7 separate regions of the Mus musculus genome follow, and regions 1, 2, 3, 5, 6 and 7 are each linked to region 4. A link is a contact called in public promoter capture Hi-C data. All regions are on one chromosome and are shown on one strand. Each heading gives the region's core, a stretch centred on a gene start, on an enhancer-like site or on the middle of the called end of the contact. The rest is flanking DNA. Distances are from core to core; before and after follow the strand shown.

What was found. Promoter capture Hi-C pulls out the DNA fragments that hold promoters and counts their contacts.
Region 1: a promoter capture Hi-C map of pre-B cells shows a contact between it and region 4, with 2.6 times the contacts expected there. The contact joins the promoter of Ctnnbip1 here to the promoter of Tardbp in region 4. A contact is called at or near these places in 3 of 39 promoter capture datasets (the HPC-7 cell line, liver and pre-B cells).
Region 2: a promoter capture Hi-C map of pre-B cells shows a contact between it and region 4. The contact joins the promoter of Miip here to the promoter of Tardbp in region 4. A contact is called at or near these places in 1 of 39 promoter capture datasets (pre-B cells) and 1 of 115 datasets of contacts at active chromatin or transcription factors (pancreatic cancer cells).
Region 3: a contact with region 4 is called in a promoter capture Hi-C map of pre-B cells, with 3 times the contacts expected there. The contact joins the promoter of Plod1 here to the promoter of Tardbp in region 4. A contact is called at or near these places in 4 of 39 promoter capture datasets (the C10 cell line, cranial neural crest, liver and 1 more).
Region 5: a contact with region 4 is called in a promoter capture Hi-C map of pre-B cells, with 2.1 times the contacts expected there. The contact joins the promoter of Mfn2 here to the promoter of Tardbp in region 4. A contact is called at or near these places in 2 of 39 promoter capture datasets (erythroid cells and pre-B cells).
Region 6: a promoter capture Hi-C map of hippocampal neurons shows a contact between it and region 4, with 5 times the contacts expected there. The contact joins the promoter of Nmnat1 here to the promoter of Tardbp in region 4. A contact is called at or near these places in 4 of 39 promoter capture datasets (cranial neural crest, hippocampal neurons, liver and 1 more), 1 of 484 Hi-C or Micro-C datasets (B cells) and 1 of 115 datasets of contacts at active chromatin or transcription factors (bone marrow-derived macrophages).
Region 7: a contact with region 4 is called in a promoter capture Hi-C map of pre-B cells, with 3 times the contacts expected there. The contact joins the promoter of Ube4b here to the promoter of Tardbp in region 4. A contact is called at or near these places in 8 of 39 promoter capture datasets (the 3T3-L1 cell line, the C10 cell line, cranial neural crest and 4 more).

Annotation. Positions count from the first base shown.
Region 1 is chr4:149,516,988-149,519,702 of GRCm38.p6, reverse strand. It overlaps Ctnnbip1 (catenin beta interacting protein 1), which reads right to left and starts at 1,462. Exons shown (of 5, transcript NM_023465.4): 1 at 1,324-1,462. Gm24381 (a small nuclear RNA gene) reads left to right here and starts at 2,421; the gene lies at 2,421-2,524.
Region 2 is chr4:147,867,337-147,870,071 of GRCm38.p6, reverse strand. Miip (migration and invasion inhibitory protein) reads left to right here and starts at 1,353. Exons shown (of 10, transcript NM_001025365.2): 1 at 1,353-1,703. Fv1 (Friend virus susceptibility 1) reads right to left here and starts at 1,093. Exons shown (of 1, transcript NM_010244.3): 1 at 1-1,093. The coding sequence starts at 1,093.
Region 3 is chr4:147,935,513-147,938,212 of GRCm38.p6, reverse strand. It overlaps Plod1 (procollagen-lysine, 2-oxoglutarate 5-dioxygenase 1), which reads left to right and starts at 1,437. Exons shown (of 19, transcript NM_011122.3): 1 at 1,437-1,611. The coding sequence starts at 1,536.
Region 4 is chr4:148,625,625-148,628,324 of GRCm38.p6, reverse strand. Tardbp (TAR DNA binding protein) reads left to right here and starts at 1,329. Exons shown (of 6, transcript NM_145556.4): 1 at 1,329-1,644.
Region 5 is chr4:147,903,651-147,906,350 of GRCm38.p6, reverse strand. Mfn2 (mitofusin 2) reads left to right here and starts at 1,442. Exons shown (of 19, transcript NM_133201.3): 1 at 1,442-1,693.
Region 6 is chr4:149,483,928-149,486,627 of GRCm38.p6, reverse strand. It overlaps Nmnat1 (nicotinamide nucleotide adenylyltransferase 1), which reads left to right and starts at 1,418. Exons shown (of 5, transcript NM_133435.2): 1 at 1,418-1,519. Lzic (leucine zipper and CTNNBIP1 domain containing) reads right to left here and starts at 1,362. Exons shown (of 7, transcript NM_026963.6): 1 at 629-1,362.
Region 7 is chr4:149,425,322-149,428,075 of GRCm38.p6, reverse strand. It overlaps Ube4b (ubiquitination factor E4B), which reads left to right and starts at 1,445. Exons shown (of 27, transcript NM_022022.3): 1 at 1,445-2,194. The coding sequence starts at 2,171.

The sequences.
Region 1 (2,715 bases), core at 213-2,712, 890 kb before region 4:
ACTTATTTCTTTACTCAGTTATTATCTGTGCTCTTTCCTTCCTTGGTTGCCATCTCCCAGAAGGCAAGGACTGTTTAAGCCCCAGAGCATGGAAGGCATGAATGGATCTCCATCTCACAGAGGTAACTTCTGTCTGTCCTCATGGACCACACTGGCTCTACCAGGAAGCCATGAGTGACACACTGGCACTGAACAGTTGGCACCTTTATTTGTGATTCAAAGTCCTGCTTTGAATCCAAGGAAGTGCTGGCGTCTCCAGACACCTTCATGGCAGCAGAGATCAGTTATCACAGGGTTTCCAGCCAGGAACAAGAGCCTGGTGGTGGTAGGAGCGAGCCAGAAGCCAAGAAGCCAGAAGCCACTTGAGAACTAAATCTCAAGACAAACTGACTTGCCTCCAGATCCCACAGCAACATACTCTGTGCCTCAGTTTACCCAGCAGTTATCTAGGCACACTTCCTTTGGATCTGTAAGTGACAGGAGACAGAATAATTAACAGCTAGAGCATAGTTAGATCCTCAGATAGAAAGTGCTGCAAGCCGCACGTCTCATTATTCATAAAACTCTTGATCCCCTTGGGCCTTCCCATGAGCTAACCGGCAGAGTTACTCCTAAGTCAAGTTCCATACACAGAAGCATGCAAAGGCTGCAGGGCCTCTGCAGGTAAAGTGTCCAGAGCTCCAGGCTCACGGAAAAGGGAAGTGCAACCTTGATAGGGGTGGCAAAAAGGAGGGGATACATGCAATTTGGAGGTCCGAGTGGTTAATCTGCAGGCTCACGTTCCCAAGTGCCCTGCGAAGGTGAGACATGTGTCTCTCACATGTACCTTCCAAAAACACCAAGGAGAGGTGGAATCAGGGGAGCGGACGGTGCATTTAAACTAGAAAGGGAGGAAGGGCAGCTGGGCGGACAGACAGACCTTGGCAGCATCTAGGAAGGGAAACATGGAGAGTCAGGATGCTGGGAAAGAGGTGCGGTAAGGTGAGGAAGAGACAGGGCAATGGGACCAGGAGGGTGGACAGACGATGACAAGCACGCGGGCCCAGAGGGGTGAGCAACTGGGACACCTGTGGAGGAGACCCCCAAGAGAAAGGGAGGAAGGCAGCAGGGTGGTCTGCGGCGGGAGGTAGCAGCGCCGGGTGTGGTGGGGACGACGGGTCCAGGCCCAGGGCGCCGCGCCAGCGGAGCCGGCCCGGTGGGTCTCTGCGGGGTCGAAGGTGCCTTCCGCGGCCCCTCCCCGGGAGACAAAGGGCCGGCGGCTCCCCCGCGTCCCGGCGCAGCGCCGGCCCCCATGCTGCGGTCGCGGCCCGGCCTCGCGCTTACCTGGGCCGCCCGAACGCGCGGCGCCGGGGGCTGCGGGTCCGGAGCGCGGCGGCCTGTTCCGGGGCGCGCTCAGCCGGAGAAGCAGCCGCGGCGGCGGCAGCAGCACCAGGAGCGGCCGCCTCAGCCTCCGCCTCTCCGTGAGTCACCGCGGCCGGGAGGGAGGGAGGCGCCAGGCTGCCGGAGGAGGGACCGGCGGAGGGGGGCGGCATCAGGCTCCGCGCGCGCGGCGGAGGCGCGGCGCCGACCACGCCCCAGAGGGAGGTACCCTGAGGGGCGGGGCCTGAAGGGGTGGAGCCCCTAGAGCGGGAAAGGAACAGGCATTGGTTAACACACCTTTGGGGCGGGCTGCTTGCTGGAGGGCGGAACCCTGAGCCTCAACACGAGAAGGACAACTCATTGGTCATCTCTGGTTGAGGGCGGGACCAGAGGCTCGTGGGCGGGGTCTCGCGGTGGGTGGGTAGGGGCTCTGTCTGTACTGAGAACCCAGGGGAGGAGCAGGCGAGGCTAGAGTGAGGGGTCATATAGGGTAGAATTTTCACTGAGGCCACTTGACCCAGAACCCCAGAAAGAATGAAATGGAAGAGGTTGCAGACTATTTAGTGGCGTGGGCGTGGTATCTTGGAACAGTTAGGTCTGCTCTTGAATTTGGGGCCTAGCCTGGGGTCTGTGAAATCCAGAGTGCCCAGGGCCTCTGTGATTAAAATCTTTCTACCGGCAGTCTTGCTGTATCTGGAGAGGTTGAAAGGGGAAAATTGTTCATTTTCGGCAAATTGCTTTTAGTTTAAAGGCACATGAATGCTTAAGAGTGGTATCATTTCCAATTTATTTTTGAAAAATTTATGTGTGTGCCTCCATGTTTGTATGTGTGCCACATGTATGTCTAATGCCTTGGCATGGATTCCCTGAAACGAATTACAGACAGTTGCGAGCAACCATGTGGGGCTGGGAACTGAACTCTGGTCCTCTACAGAAGCAGCAAGAGCTCTTAGCTGAGTATACTCTCTGCTAGTGTCCATGGGCACCTACCCATGGTATACATACAACAGGCATCCACACATAAAAATCAATTGAATAAATAAATTTAAAAACTAAAAATGGTACTCATTCCGGTAGCATACATACTAAAATTGAAACAATACAGAGATCAGCATGGGCCTGGCACAAGGATGACACACAGATCTGTGAAGCATTCCATAGTAAAAATAGAATTTTAAATGACAAAAACTAAAACCTTAAAAATACAGTAAACTGTGTTTGTTTTTTTTTTTGTTTGTTTTTGTTTTTTTGTTTGTTTGTTTGTTTTTTTCAAGACAGGGTTTCTCTGTGTAGCTCTGGCTGTCCTGGAACTCACTCTGTAGACCAGGCTGGCCTCGAACTCAGAAATCTGCCTGG
Region 2 (2,735 bases), core at 104-2,603, 760 kb after region 4:
TTCCAAGTTCCCTAAGCCTTTCAATCCCATCCTCAATAGAATACCACTCCAGGGTGTCAGGCGACTGCAGCTCTCTTGTAGTAGGCCATCTCTGGACCCATGCTTCAGCCAACCAATCAAACAAACTCTTCACACCATTATCTTCAACAGTGCGGGCTATGACATTAAACTCACTATCAAGGCTCAAAGGACCTAAACTGAGAAATTCAATCTGATCCAGTATTGTGAGCCTCCCACCATTATCCCACACCCTTAAAATCCATTTCCTAGCATGTTCCTTTGCCTTTTGGCGATTTGAGTGAGCAAGTGAATTGAGTTCATGATTAGTATGGCGGTGTTTCTGACTTGTAAGGTCAGACAGAGACTTGGGTCTGGTGACAGGTTCAGAAGTAACTAAGGATGTTGAAGACTGGATCTGAGGGGCATCTGCTTTGTCCTGCTGGGTGCGTTCTTTAGACAAGGCATAACCACTTTCCTCAGACAAGGATGGAGAGGCCAAGACAGTGGGCAACTCAGCTTCCTCAGACCCTTCAGAATCTATGTCCTCCCACACATCTCCATCCCAGGTTACCGGATCCCATTCTTTACCAATCAGTGCCCTCACCTTATCTGCAGACACTTTCCGGGCAGGCTGACACATGACCTGGGATTGCACATCAGCTAACCTCACAATGAGGGCTTCAGTCTGTTTTTCCCCAACTTCAATCCTGTGGCGGTAGGAAAGAAGAGTCTCCCCCAGGACACACTTAGAAGCCTTTAGATCATTTATGTGCATTCGGAGCTGGGAAATTTCATCTCTGAATTGGTCCCTTTCCTTTGTTACTTTATCCAGAAATGCCAGAAGCAGCTCGCCAACTGCGTCATAGTCCCTAATCTTGCAGAAATGTTCAAAAGTATGGTACACAGAGTCATTAAGTTCCTTACCGCTCGAAAAGGATGAATCGGGGAGATCGGCCACATTTATCTTCTGCAGCAGCTCACGCCATGGGTTAACAGTGTCATTATCCGGAGAGTCATTATCCGGAGAGTCCTCGGCAAGTTCAGGTTTGAAGAGCCAGCTCGAGAAACCAGCAAGCGCACGTGGGAAATTCATCTTCAGACTTTTGTTTCCCTAGAACTCGGCTACTGCGTCCTACAAGCCTCGGATCCAAATTCCAGTTCGTCCCTGGCAAAAGCACTCTGGGGAGTTGCTAGTGTGGGGTCCGCGTGAAAAGGTCAAAGTTGCCGGAGTCTCTAGCCCCACCTATCCACTGCCATTAGAGACTTTACATCCGGAAATTGCGTAACCGAGTACTACTGACCAACCAGAGCCTGTCCTCAATTTGAATTGGTAGAATTAGCATTAACAGTTAACCAATCAGCAATGAGGTCCCATTAGCCCCTCCTTTCCATATTGAAACTGCCGCTTCCGGATGCGAAGAAACAAATATAAGGCGTCCTGGCACTGTCAATTGGCCGAGCAGGACAGCGGCGGAGGCCCCGCCCCAGCCTTAGCCAATTAGGACAACCACTGGAGGTTCCGCCCCTGCTGGAGGCGGATTCCCCGGCTGCTGGGAATCTGGGCTTTCGGGCGGAGAGCGTTGGCGTCCTTTTATCCATGGCAGCCGCTGATCTCGGGACCACAGAGGCGTGCCTTCGTCCCGCTAGACCGGTAGAGAAGGGGCAAGCGCCTAGGCCCCGGTGTGCACCCTGCCTGAGTGCGCGTGAGTGAGATGCTGGGGTCTTCTCTGCTCGCCCCCTGCAGCCTGCTCCGAAACCCAAGTCTCCAGGGGCCTGTAGGGTGGCAGGGCTGGGAAGGATAGGGGGGTCTGATTCGGCTGGAGGAGTCTGGGCTGGGGTTGTAAGAGAAGTGGGAAGTGCTTCTTTATATTGCAGACATCTCTTCCAGAAGCAAAAGAAAGTGTCTGGAGAGACGGCTCAGTGCTCTTAACCACTGAGTTCAATTCCCAGCAACCACATGGTGGCTCACAACCATCAGTAATGGAATCCTACGCCTTCTTCTGGTGTGTCCGAACAAATAAATAAATCTTTGAGAAAGAGAGAGAGAGAGAGAGAGAGAGAGAGAGAGAGCCCCTGAGTATAATTTTTGAGGACCAAAGCTGGCCGGAGAAGGGGTGGGGGTGGGGTTTGTGTCCCAGTCAGGGCCATGCTTTCCTCCGTGCAGACCCTTCATAGGGAGTCATGTGTCAACAAAGGTTTATTTGCCCCAGAGCACAGCCAACAGAACAGAGAAACGATTCCACCCAAGTGTGGCTGGGTGAACCAAGGAGTGTACGTATTGGGGTCATGACCCAAAGGCAGCTACATCACTGACAGTCCCACCGAGCACGGGTTCTGATCCACCCCCGCGCAGCTTTCAGGCAGCTCCATCTGAGAATGCTCTCCCCTGGACATAGTTTAAATCAACCTTGTGGAGGGAGCTCTAGGAATTTGCAGCCTTCTGAAGAGATTCTCTCCTCCCACCATCAGGGAGAAGTTTGAAAGTCAGGGGAAGTAGCCACTGCACAACAAGCAGGAACCTACATTTTGGTTCAAACCCTGCTTTTGACATTTAGTAGCTGTGTGACCTTGGGATATACATGCAAATTAAAGAAAGGAAGAAAGAAAGAAAGAAAAGCAAAGAAATGAATTGACCAGGAGAAGACTTGTGGCAGAGAAAAAGGCTTAATGCTTCCAGTTCTGGGTTCAGTGCCAGCTCCAGATAGTATGAGACCCCGACTTAGAGCGTTTCTCCC
Region 3 (2,700 bases), core at 188-2,687, 690 kb after region 4:
ATAGCCCTGGGCCTCTCTTCTACCATCTGTGAGAGTGTGAGTTGACCTCTGCACAATGAGGTGGACGCCCATTTTTCCAGCCTGTTCTTATTTCCCAGAAAGGACACGTGGTTCTTCAATTGTACAAGTATTGTACATCTTTCTCAAGAAAAAGAGAAACAAGAAAAGAAGAACGATTCCCAATAATATGACCTAGAAACGCTGCATAAGTTATGAACATGTTTATTCCACAACTTGGAAATAATCATTGCAAACATTGGTCTGTAAGTTTCCTGTGTTGGGGGTGGGTGTGTGTTGTTGAGGTCTCACACAGTCCACACTAGCCTCAAGCTATATGGTCACTAGCTCTACGGCTGAGCATGTCTTGAACTCCTGATCCTGCTATGCCTCCTGAGTGCTGGGATTCCAGCTCGCTTTGACACCTTCTTCCTCCCTTCTCTGACTGAGTCTGGCTGTGCAGCTCAGGCTGGCTTTGGACAATGGAGCTCTTCTACCTCCTGAGTGCTAGGATTTGGGCAGACCCCACCCTACCCCACCCAACCTTGTTTTGACCTATCTGCTAGGCAGAGGATCTATCTTTAACAATGAGTCATACTGAAGAGAAAACCTTTCCCACTTAGCATCCTGTAGATGCCTGTTTCCTTTGTGAAAGACCAAATCTCCCTAACTCCCTGATTTCGTCAAGCCCCTCCTCCCCCGCCCTCCCGAACCCTGCCCTAGGATCTAATCTGTGGGACTGAGATTCCAGGGTCCCTGTTTGAGCTCTCTTCTACGGCTTGACAGATTTTGTCTAAATGTAGATGTGCTTGGCTCACATCTGGACCAGGAACCCTTGCTCCAGAAACTTTTGACCTTCTTTTACTTTGTCTGTGAATGGCACTGAAAATTTTCACTCCATCCACTTAGCCCTCATTCATCCATCCACTCACTCACCCATCCATCCATCTGGCCCCCCATCATCCATCTATCCAGCCAGCCAGCCACTTACCCATCCATCCACCTATACCGCCATCCAACCATCCACTCACTCACCCACTTACACACCCACTTATCCATCCATCTAATACCCCCCCCCCACCATCACCACACACACACACATCCATCCCATAATTAACCGCTGCAATTTCCTTGACTACTTTCTGATTTCCTTCCAGGGAGCGGAAAGTTGAATTAAGTGATTCTCTTTTGGGAGCTGGGGCTAGACTTTATATATATATTCCCACCATCGCGGTGCAGATGATATTAAGTCTCCTCTTCTAGACATCAAGGCCTCGCCCTCCTCGCCCACTTGGAGAGAAGCGGGGGAGGGAGAGCATGGACGGTCCGGCATCGGGACCCAGGGGGCACAACGACCTGCCCCAAGTCTGGAGGACCTAGAAGCCTAAGCAGGAAAACCCTTCCCCGAGGCGGGCGGAGGCGTGCGCGGCACCGCCCCCGGGGCGGGCTCAGTGCGTGGCAGCGCCCGCCGGCCCCGTCGCGAAGTTTCCAGTTCAGCTTCTGTCTCAGTGCCGGCGGGTTGTTCCCGAGACTCCGCTATGCGGTCCCTGCTGCTCCTGGCCCCGTTGGCCTGGCTTCTTCTGGTCCAGGCGAAGGATGACGCCAAGCTAGAGGGTGAGGACGCGGCGGCGGAGCTGTGCCTGGCCGTCTGTCTCGCCGAGGACCGGGGTGTCCAGGCGACCTGGGCTGGAAGGGGGGGAGCCGGGGAGCTGGGTTGCGGTCATCTGTCCACTTGCCCGCGGGTGACTCCGGTAGATCACTTCCTCTCATGGGGTCGGGATTCCTAGGTTTGTGCTGCGGGCAGAGGAGGGGACAGCCGAAGTACACTCTCCCCTTGCGCGCCCCCTACCCTCATTTGGCGCTCAGAGGAGTCCATGATCACAATTCCCATAATAAGTAGCAAGACTCCCGTTTATCGTACACGATCTGCTGCAGCCTGGCCTCACTAGTTAAGCACCAGTTAAATACGTTTGCTGGAAGTGTTTTCTTATGTTAACCCCGTTTTCCAGCTTTACAAACTGAGGCTCCAAATCAGCCGCATTCTCCAGGGCATCCTGTTTTCTTCCACCCATGTTGCTGGAGACATGGGAGTTGGCCTGAACATGGTGGGTGGTAGGAATGTGGAGGGCTCCGGTGGGTGAGCCCTGTTGGTAAGAGCACTTGCCTAGCTCGCATGCAGCCCAGGGTTTGGTCCCCAGCGCTGCATAAACTAAACATAGTTGTGCATGCTTATAACCCCAGTACTCAGGGAGGTTGAAGCAGGGTTATCAGAAGTCCAAGGTCATCCTCAACTACACGAAGGGTTAAAGTCAGTCTAGACTACATGAGACCCTGACCAAAAAGGAAAGAAAGGAAGAAAAAAAAAAAAAAAAAAAAAAGGAAAGGAAAAGAACCTGGCTTTGAAACCCATGTGCTGGGAGCCACAGGTTTTTGCATGCCTGCTCCGTCTTCCATCTGTGCTCAGTTATACATAGGGTCACACGCCTTTCGCGTTGGTGATGCACAGTTTTTGAGAAGCTTGGTATTTTAGACTCCAACACAGAGTGGCAAGACCTCATTTCTAGAGATCACAAGAGATTCCTCAAATAAGACCAGCCCCTGAGTCCCCTTAAAGTCAAGGCTCTGGGCATTTTCTCTCCAAGCTCAGAGCAGCTAGGTTTGTTGTTGTTGTTGTTTTGGGGTTTTTTTGTTTGTTTGTTTGTT
Region 4 (2,700 bases), core at 80-2,579:
CCTTGTCTTAGGAGACAAACAAAAAACCATTTTGGTGACTCACACCTGTAATCCCAACACTGAAGGCGCAGATTCAGGAAAGGCATAGCAAATCTGAGGCCAGCCTGGTCTACACAGTAAGTTCTAAGCCAGCCAAAGACTACGCAGAAATCCTGTTTTGTTTGTTTGTTTGTTAAGTTCAAAACCAAAAAGTAAATAATGCTGGGTGGAAGGACTCATGCCTATAATCCCAGCACTCAGATGGTTGAGGCAGGAGGACAGGCCAGGAGTTCCTGGCCAGCCTGGGCTCTAATGGAAGTTAGGGGCTAGACATTAACATCTGTTCTTCCAATGCCATCTTCTTACAAGGTAGCTGTGAGGAGGAAATGAATTCATTTATAAACTTAAAGTGGGAAGGCTTGGCCTGATGGTGATCTGCAATCCTACCCCATTCCTCCCAGAAGGGAGGCAGAGGCAGGAGGAACCCAGCAAGCTCAAGGCCAGCCTGTTCTGTACAGCAAGACCCAGTTTCAGTAAATAAAGCAACTGTGTAAAACCTTTGTGCCTAAGCTTTGAATCTGATACACCAAGAAATTCCAACCCTGAGTAAAGAGTCTACATCTGCTGCTTGGTGGTAGAGCTAGCCTTCAGCCTTTTTAAAGTTATACTAGGACTCGTCAACTGGAACCGAAATACTGAAACATCCAAGTAGTTTTTTGCTGTAGGATTCAGACCCTAGTGGGGCCTCTTTCTCATGGTGACTTCATGCAAGGTACTCAACTCTGTGCCTCAGTTTCTTCACTTATTGAAAGAGGAGAGAGTATCACGACTATCGTGTAGACTGCTAGGGCAGCATCCACACTTGGCAGCCTTGATGAGTTAAAGGACAGCCTGGGCTACACAGTGACTTTGAGATCCCTGTCTCTAAAACAGTATCTGATGGCTAAGCCCAAGGTCAATGGGAAGACACTTGCCTGCCATTCACAAGATTCTGGTTTGTTTTTCTCCCCCTAGAGCCAGAGAGTGCTAAAAGGTACTTGATACAAAATAGTACTTAGAACAGGGACCATTTTGCAGATCAAAGTTAATGTTTCCACGTTGGAAATTAACGAGCAAAGGCAGAAGACATTTAAGAGTCGCCTTTAGACTAGGAACCCAGGGTTCCCAGGGATTCCCCCCCAAGCCCTTACGCGTTCAGTCGCAGGCTCCGCCCCCTTTCCCTCCTAGCCCCGCCCCTGCCGCCCCAGTCCCGGCCTGCGCTAGTCTCGCGCATTCTCGGCGCGCGCGAGCTCCTCGACTAGGGCCGGCCGTTGGTCAGGCGAAGCCATCTACCGCGTTACGTAGGGGGACTCGGAAGGCCGAGTGGCCGTTCTGTCCTTCATCTGTCAGTTTTTCAGACCCAGCTGTTTTCATTGTTGCGTTTCTTTACTTTTTTCTATACGCCGAAGAGCCTGCTAGCATCCGAGCCTCTGGGAGGAGAGAGCGCCTGTGGCTTCCCTCGGAGAGCGCCCCTCCTGCAGGGAAGCCAGTGGGAGAGGCCGAAGGCGGGCGAGGGCGGGAGGCGGCCCTAGCGCCATTTTGTGGGCACGGAGCGGTAGCGCGGCTGTTGTCGGATTCCTTCCCGTCTGTGCTTCCTCCTTGTGCTTCCTAGCAGTGGCCTAGCGGGTAGGTTGGTCGCCAAGGCCGGCCTGCGTGCCTCGAGTGTTGCTTCGGAGAGGCCCGGTGCGGCCTGCGCCGCGGGGAGGGAGCGGTAGAGCGGGGCCTGGTTGGCCTCGCGCAGCCGCGTCGTTAAGGCCTAAGCGCGGGCAGTAGCCGGAGCGGGACGCCGGGCCTCTGCTTGGCTGTGAAGCCACGGGCGGAAGTGTGTGGCCGCCCCGGGTTTCCAGGCGTCCTAGTCCCTGTAGATTGTCGCTTTTGAGAATAACTGTTGTCACCATGGGACTTGGACCTCCGCGGGCCCCACCCTGGGCCCAGTTGAAAGGGGGGGAAAATCATCAACGTTGTCTGTCGCGCACGGCCTTCTGGGAAGCGGCGGCCTACCTCCCGGAGTAGCCGTCGTTGCTCCCTCGACGCCTAACTTTAGCCAGACCTTTCCGAGGATGAGCACCAGAACTGCTAGATAACTGTTCTGATGTCGGTGTTCGTGCTCCACCAGCACAGGGAGGGTTCCTCAGATCCCAATGCTTGGCTGGTTTTTTCCACGTTAAAGCACGTGCTAAACCCGATTCAGGTCCAGGCTATAGAAGAAACTTAATTCAGAATGGTTACGAAATACGGTAGCCTGTAATCTGTGCGCTCCAGGTAAGAAATGACGAGTGCAAGAAAAAAAATCGGGGCAGATACTTAGTTCTTTAACACCTTGTTTTTGTCTGGCTTTGTAGCCAACGGGCCACATGGTAACACTGTTGCCATTTTAGCACCGGAAGCTTATAGTGTGCGCTGAGAAAATAGAACTGGCGGGCAGAGCGCCACATGAACACCGGTTTTCCCTGTGGCTGCCCCGGAACTCAGTAGACTAGGCCAGCCTCGAACTCAAAAAGATCTGCCTGCCTCAAGAGTGCTGAGATTAAAGGCGTGGGTTATCGTGCTCGACAAAAATCACATTTTTTTTTAAAGATTTATTTTATTAATATATGTAAGTACACTGTAGCTGTCTTCAGACACTCCAGAAGAGGGAGTCAGATCTTGTTGCGGATGGTTGTGAGCCACCATGTGGTTGCT
Region 5 (2,700 bases), core at 193-2,692, 720 kb after region 4:
TTTACCTCTGAGGCTGTTTGTGGCATGACTGTACCCTGGCTATAGGGCAGTGCCAATCGGTAGAAAGCATAACATGGCAGCTAGGTGTGTCAGTGAGATGACTACAGTCCTAGCCCTTGGGAGGCAGAGTAAAAAGATCATCAATTCAAGGCTGGTTTGGGCTACATAGTGGGAAGCCTGCCCCCAAACAAACAAAAGCAAGGTCGCATGGGCCACAGACACAGTTAAAATATTCAGCTAGCCATATTATCTGCTTTTAAATACTTGGCTTGTTGTTTTTATTTAATGTGTATGGGATGCTGCCTGCATGTATGGAAGTGTATCAGAAGTGTGCCTGGTTCCCCCTGGAAGACAGAGAGGACACTGGATCCCCTGAATTGTAGTTACCGATGTGAGCTAACATGTAGGTGTTGGGTCCTCTGTAAAAGCCATCTCTCTAGGCCCCAACCATATTCATTTATCGTGTGTGGTTGATGTACACGTGCCCTGGCTCTTGTACGGAGGTTAGAGGACAACATTTTATGAGCAGGTTCTTTCCTTCCACCGTGTGGGTTCCTGGAGATGGAACTCAAGCTGTCAGGCTTGGTAGCAGCCATTTATACCTACTGAGCCTTTTTTGTGACCGCCACTATTAGCTCTACTTTTAGAAGTAAGAAGAAACGGGGTGGGGGGGGCGATTTAATTAAGATAATGTATTTCATTTAGCCCAGTTTATCCAAAGCTATAACAACACATCAATATAAAATTACTAATAAGGTAGTTTGCATTTCTTTTTATATTAAACATTGGGGCATTTCTCAGTTTGTAGCAGCTGCATTTCAGGGTCTCAGTAGCTACAAGTGGCTGGTGGGTGTTACTACAGAGCCCAGGCTTGGAGCCCTCCCAGCTTGGGGTCCAATGCAGTATCCCAGTTCTTGGAACAAAATGAGGGGCCAGTGAATGGCATGTGAGGTTGGATAATCATGTCCTGAATGTCCTGGGACTGAGTGAAAATTAAAAACTGCATGTTAGATAGCCAGTGCAATGACTGTCACCTAGTAGCTGCCTGATGCGTTGTGGCTGCTGTTTAGTTGCCTCAAAGGCAACTGAAGGACAATTACTTCACCCTAACGGTCTGTTTGTTCCCTTTGAAGACACTCGGATTATGAAATGCGAGTCTGGATTTCAAAACTGACAGGTGTTATACAGGGTCAAATTCTGGAGCAGCAACAACAAAAAAGGCGCAACAACAAAAAAGGCGCACGCAAACCTCTAATCGGTACCCTTGTCGTGTCCTGCCCGCTCCCCTCCCCGCCGTCCACCCTCTCCCCTCCCCCAACCCCCGTCCCGTTCTCCCACCCCTCCAACCCCTGCTTGACAGCTCGAGGCTCCGCCCTACCCCACCCTGACGGACGCTGATCCAAACTACAACTCCCATGACGCGCTGGGAGCCCCACCCTACAGCTTACGTCATCTGCACGAGACACGGGACGGTTACCAGGCACGCGGGGGCTCCTTTTGGAGCGCGGAGTTCCTAGACACTGTGGTATAGGAGTGGTAAGGTTGAGGTGACAGCGTTCAGAGGCCATCGGCTCGTCCGGGCTGCAGCGGGGCGAGTGACGAGCGCAGCCCCCTCCCCTCCCGCTTCTCTCGGTGTGGCGCCGGCTAGTGACGTGTTGGGTGTGATGGCCGCCGCGAGGCCGGGAAGGTGAAGGTGAGAGGGCGAGCGCGCCGGGGTGGTGGAACCGGCAGGCCCGGGCCGGGAGAGTCCTGAGCCACCCGGCTTAGGACGCTGGGCCTCTGGGGCCTCTGGGCCTCGGGCTCAGGCTCGGGTCACACGGGCGTTTCCCCTGCTGCGGCCTCGCCGTCAAGCCCTGCTCGGCTCTGAGGAGGGGGCGGGCCACCGGACTGAAGGCTGGGAGGTGGGCTCCTCCTCGCAGCTCCCCACACCCTGATGTCTCAGCCCTGTGATCTCCATTCAAGGTCCCTGACCCATTCCCGGTTTTCATCCAGTACTTTTCTTTTTTTGCCAGCATTTTTTTTTTTTCAGCACCCGGTTCACTGTACCCCACTTACGGTGGAAGTCTTTTTACTTATATGCCTTTTCATTGCACCGTTAAGACTCTGAGGGTTGGAGCTATTCTTAATCCGTCCCTGACCCTAGCACCTAACACATTGAAAGGCCACAGTGAATACTGAAAAAGATAGCTGTTTGGAAGGAGAAAGGCAACACTACTGGCCTCCATCTCTTGTAGTACTTTTCTATCCTGTTTTCTAGCTTTGCCAATCATCTCTCCCTTCGTCAGAAAAGGACTCTTGATTGTCCCCTTTTTGTCTTAGGTAGGAAAACACAAGTGAGCTTTGGAGTCACAGCTAGTGTAGTTTGGTGTCTAGCTTGGCTGCTTGGCTCTATACATCTTCCTAGTACTGTAGAGACCAAGTTTGCTCCATAGACTTGAGAATGGAAGGAGAGACTTTACAGTAGCAGGGATACTCTGGCCTTTGTCAGGTCTATTTTTCTTCCTCTCCTCTCCACTCCCCTTCCACTTCTAGTTGGCAGTTCCCCAGTCCTGAAGGCCAGGCCTTGGCCTGATTCAGCTCCCTTCTCTCTCTGGCTGTGTCTTAGCGAGGACCTCTTTGGTGCCTTGCATTAGCACATGGCTTAATATATTAGCACACGGCTAATGTGTTTGTCTCATTGTCATTGTTATTGTCTCCTCC
Region 6 (2,700 bases), core at 169-2,668, 860 kb before region 4:
CAGCCTGGTCTACAGAGTGAGTTCCAGGACAGCCAGAACTACGCAGAGAAACCCTGTCTAGAACCACGCCCCCCAAAAAAAGAAAAAGAAAAAAGTAAATTATGAAAATGTAAAATGAAAAGAACATATTTTTTCTAAGATTACAGGTATGTGCTAACATGCCCAGACTTGTTTTTCTTCCCCCAGAACAGGGGATTGAATCCAGGCGCTCATTCCTGCTAAGCAAGGACTCTACCATTAAGATAAATCCCCTGCACAGTAAGTTATTACTGTTTAACACAAAAATTTATCTCTTCTTGGGGGAAATGGAGGAACCAGAATGCTACATATACGCTACGCCAGACTGCACTCCCAAGCTGCAATACAGTCTCAAAAGGCAAAGTTATTCTGAATAAATTTAAGGAAAAATAAAGGCTTGTACAACAAACAAACAAAAAAAAAAAAAACAAAAACAAAAAAAAAAAAACAAAGCAACAACAAAAAAACTTTAACCACACTACAGATTTAGACCAGAAAGATTTGACTCACTGGCACCACCTAGTATTGAATAAAAGTGATGCGTTTCCTTTGAGACTGCCGAAATGGCCAACACTGTCATCTGGAGTGGAATATATTCATTCACGCTCACCGGGGTTCCAGTATCCTGTCCCGTGCACGGTGCTCAAAACTCGCCAACTGTCGGAGCTCTGAGTGTCATCAATTTGAGGAAAGCGAAGTTGTCATAAAGTTTACCGGAGGCTCAAACTTCAAACCTCCTGGGGTGGAGCTGGCTAGAACAAGGTAAAACTGTTAAGAGTTTTATTTGCTGTGTCTGAACTTGGCCTACAGCTGTCCAGATCACTTCCCGCTAAGCAGACTGTAACTGAAATACGTTCTCCATTCCTAGGAAGACGCGGGAGAGGCCACTGAATCCCTGGGCTGTGCCTCCCGTAGCTTTTGCCGAGTCTCCTCTGGGTGAGGCCACAGCACTCGGGACTCGGCTTGAGGAAAACTGTCCAACTCAGACGCACGAGAAGGCAAGGGCAGAAAGCACACCTTCTCAGGGACGGAGGTGAGCAAAGCCCGGGCCCGGGACCACCGGAGCAAAAATAAGGCAGAGCCGGACCGCACGCTCGGATGCCGGCCTCCTCCCCGCGGACAGACGAACTCCAAGCTCCCGCCGAGGTGTGCAGGTCCCGCCAAGGCCGGGCTCCAGCAGGCCCGGTGGTCACCTGAGGAGGCGGGGAGTCCTACGCCTGCGAAACGCTTCTCCGTCCTCCCTGATCGGAAAACAGGACAACCTCCTTCGCCCTCCCGATCCCCGCCTGCCGCCCGCTAGCGGATCCCAGGGTTTGGAACCAGGGGCCCCGCCTACCTGACTCCCCGGCCTGGCGGACCGCATGGAGCGAGCACTTCCGCTGGATTCGCGCACTTCCGGCTGTGTGGGGCCAATGAGAGCAAGGCGGCGGTGTTCCCTGCGCTGGCGTCCGGGCCGAGGTTGTCTCCTGGAGGACTAGGGCCGTTTGGCCTTCAAGGCCTGGTAAGCAACCCACCGAGGTCCTAGGAGACGAGCCTGTGCGAGCGTTAGCCCGGTGACCCGTACTTTGCCAAGCAAGGGACAATGCACAATGGCTGGGCCTTTAGAGACTTTTGTAACGGTCCCTGGGGCCAGCTCTTCATAGTCAACTCTTGCCCTTTAGTTCTTGGAACCAAAAAGTTGGTAACTTTCCTGTGACCTTGGTGCAGGTCAGTTCCCCCACTTGGGGTGGCCTGGATTCTTCCTCTCTAGAGATTTCTTGAGAGCAGACGCCCATGAACTTAGAGGGATGTGGGTGAGAGGCAATGGGGGAAAGCCAGTGCTGAGAAGGACATTCCCTTTTAGTCGTTTCCAAATCTGGGAAAGAGCAAGCCCACACAGCCTTTGAGAACCAGTTAAATTGCTGCTGAGTGGACTGTAAACTGTTACCAGGGAGCTGAGTGGAGAAAGGGCTATGCCAGCCCTTTGGGACCCAGATCCTGAGTCCCAAATGTCGGATATTGAGCTACACTGTTGGATTCTGGGTTTGCTTAATTGTGATTATTCCTATTCTCTGGTTCTGCCCTTTTGGGATTAGAAAGTATGAAACTTATTTTGATTTTACAGGAGCTCATGATTAAAAGACTTGGACTTTTAAAGAGACTCGGAACTTTAAAAGTTTTGAAATTTTGAAAGACTGAGAATTTTGAAAGTTGGTCTATGCTTTTGTTTTATAATGTTAACAGGGACTTTGGAGACAAGAAATCGAAAGGTTATAGCTTACAGTGATGCCTTTGTGAAGTTGAAGGGGGGGGGGTGTTAGAAGTTCATAGTTAAGCCGGGCGTGGTGGCGCAGGCCTTTGATCCCAGCACTCGGGAGGCAGAGGCAGGTGGATTTCTGAGTTCGAGGCCACCCTGATGTACTGGGCTGTATAAGAAAGCCAGCTTCCTAGGTGCTGGGCATTGGCACTAAAGAGGCAGAGATGGAATGATATCTCTGAGTTCAGGGCCAGTCTGGTCTACAGACTGAGTTTAAGCCAGGAGGCAGCAGCATTCATTCCTCAGTAGTGTCTGCTTCAGGTTCCTCCTAGAGCCCGTGCCCCAATTCTTTCAGTGATGGACTGACCTGGAAGTATAAGGCAAAAGAACCCTTCCTCCCCAAGTTGCTTTTGGTCAGAGTGTTTTGTCACAGCAGCAGAGTGAGG
Region 7 (2,754 bases), core at 196-2,695, 800 kb before region 4:
ATGGCAGGATGAGGAGGAATGGTTATAGTGTGTTGGATGGCTGGGTGGGTGATTAAAATGTTCTGAAATTAAAGAGCAATGATGTTAAAGAACTCTCACTACCCTAAAGCCATTGTATACTTTACTTGTGTGATTTAATCTGAGGCTACATGGCAATTATCATGTTTTCAGAAAAACAATGTAATTGACATCAGTGTAACTAGGGGTGCAAAATGGCTTACACAGAATTCATTTCCTGGAAAGTAGAATGCAGTCCTGAAAAGCCTGCAGCGATTTAATTTTACTCACAGACTCTTTGCATATCTAATAGTCATGTTCCCATTTTTAGCATGTAGCAAACAAATTGTAACTATTTTAGTCACTTCTTGTCCCCTTGGATAAGATCAACTGTAACTCTTTTAAACAGGAGTGGAATGTTTAAGATTATAGTTCAGCTAAGAGTAGCCGGTAATGAACCCTAGCACTTGGGAGGCAGAGGCAGGCAGATCTCTGTGAGTTCCAGGCCAGCGAGACCCTGTTTCAAATACATACATGTATACACATATACATACATTAATGTTATAGTTGGGTAATCTGTGATGGTGGTGCATACCCCAGCGTTCAGGCAGGATTTCAAATTTGGGGCTATCTGAAATACATAGCAAGATTCTGTCTCAAGAACAATTAAGAACGAGATGATTATGGCTTTTGTAAGCCATACGATATATACTTTGTGGCAAAATCTGGATTTTCACGGTTCTGTTAGATTTTTCAATTTGTATTTATACATTGATTGTAAAGTAAGTTTTTGTTGTCCGGCCGAGCTGGCATTACAAAGGGTTAGTTACTAAGTCATTGTTCAATACATTTCTCAATAATTTGAGTCTCTACACCCTTAAAGCAGAGCACCTCTCTAAAAGAACAAGGTAAAATAAAATTAAGATCCTGTTAGTTTTCTTCCATGGGTTTTCCTGGGGGAGGAAAAGAGTGGGACAAGGTATTTGCAGGATGGTGCTAAATGCTCCCTGCAGAAAGCAAATGTGTTTCCGATTCCTCAGTTCTTCTAATGTCTGTAGCCGGCTTGCAGCATCCTGGAGGATTTCCAAGTCACTCCACAGCAGGATCCACATGGGAACAAACTAGCACCGCAGAAACCCAAGGCGCAGGGGAGAGCCCGTGGAAGGGCCATATTCGGATTGGCACATCCTGCCCTCAGCAATTCTACCTGGGCCCCGCCCACCGCGCCCCTCGCCTCCGCTCAGTCTCCATGGTGACTGTCCGCCCCGCCTCCTCCTCGTCTCCTCTTAGCAGCCCCTCTCGCCCCTCCCCCCGCCTGGCGCCGCTCAGGGAAGAGGGGGTGGGGCAGGGGGCGGGGACAGGATGCAAGCGAAGAGGAAATCGGCGGCGCGACGCCCGCTGCTTATTGGCTGGCGAATCCCAGAGCGAGAAGCCCCGCCTCCCCGGCGAGGGTCACGTGACCCCTTTCAAAGATGGCCGCCCTGTTGTTTTGATGAATAATTCTTGGTGGGGCGAGGGGGTAAGAGTAGGGTTGGAGGGGTAGGAGGATTTACGCTTCCAGCGAGGGCTTCGCCAGTCCCGTCCCTCCCCTGCCCCCCACCGGGGTTCTCGCGTGGAGGCGGGGCGAGCCTGGCCTGCTTTTAGAGGGGAGGGGCTTCCCGGTCCGGTGCTGGGCTCTGCCTGGGCTGCTGTAGGGTCGCCGCGCCTCGGGGGCATCCAGTGTGCAGTGGAGCTGTTCCCGCCTGGGCCCAGGGGTGGGACCCGGAGCAGGGTCTGCGGGAGAAAAAAACGCAGCTGCCGCGTCACCGCCACGAAGACACGGCGCGCAGCGGGCACGAGCCGAGCTGGAGACCGCGCCGCCCGCCCTGGGTAACCTGGGAAGCTGAGGGGAGTCAGTGGCGCCTGGAGAGGACCCCATAGCGGTGGCCGTGGCCAGAGGCGGCAGCTCTGGGCGCTTGCTGCTGGAGGAGGCTGCGGCGGTGCGAGCGGCCGAAGCCAAGGCGATTCAGTGCCTCGTGTTCTTAGTTTTTAACCTCTGACTATGCAATTCTGAAACCTCCCCCATTGGGGGACCAGACAGCCCGATAGATACCTTCCACTCTTCCTTTGCTCCCGCCCTGGTCTCAAGAACTGAAGGATCTCTCTAACGCCTTTCACCATTAAGAGGAAAGCGATGGAGGAGCTGAGCGCTGACGAGGTGAGGAGGCTGGGGCGTGGGGGGGGGCACCTTGAAAGGATTACTTGGCAACTCTTTGGCGCTTTGGATGGGGACAGATTTTTGCCCTGGTGGTGTCGGGCTCTTGGGATTGGGGAGGCAACGGAGATGGCATTTTCAAGAATAATGAAATATAATGGAAGTAGTCATTCATCATCAGGTTGGCTGTATTGTAAGAAGCCCTTGGCTCCACTTTGGGCTACCGTCTCAGTATGTTTACTCGATCACTAAAATTCTCCAGAGATAGAGAATGCAAGAGGGTCTCTCGTTTTATTCTCCTTTATTCTCTCTCGTTTCTTCATTCGGAACTCCACTCGCTTTTCTTTCTTTTAGGGTCTGAAGACGGGGGTGGGGTGGTGAGGAGCATCTTGAAGGTGTTCAATCTTTTTAAAAGGGTGTTCGAGAAAGAGGGGCGCGATTTAGATCGTGGTATATTGTGTGTGTCTGCGTCGTCGGGGGTTTTAAAGAACAATTTTGCATAAAATCATGATGTTTAATGGCAGTTTTAAAGGGAAGGATTTGAAATCCCAGATACATGTGAC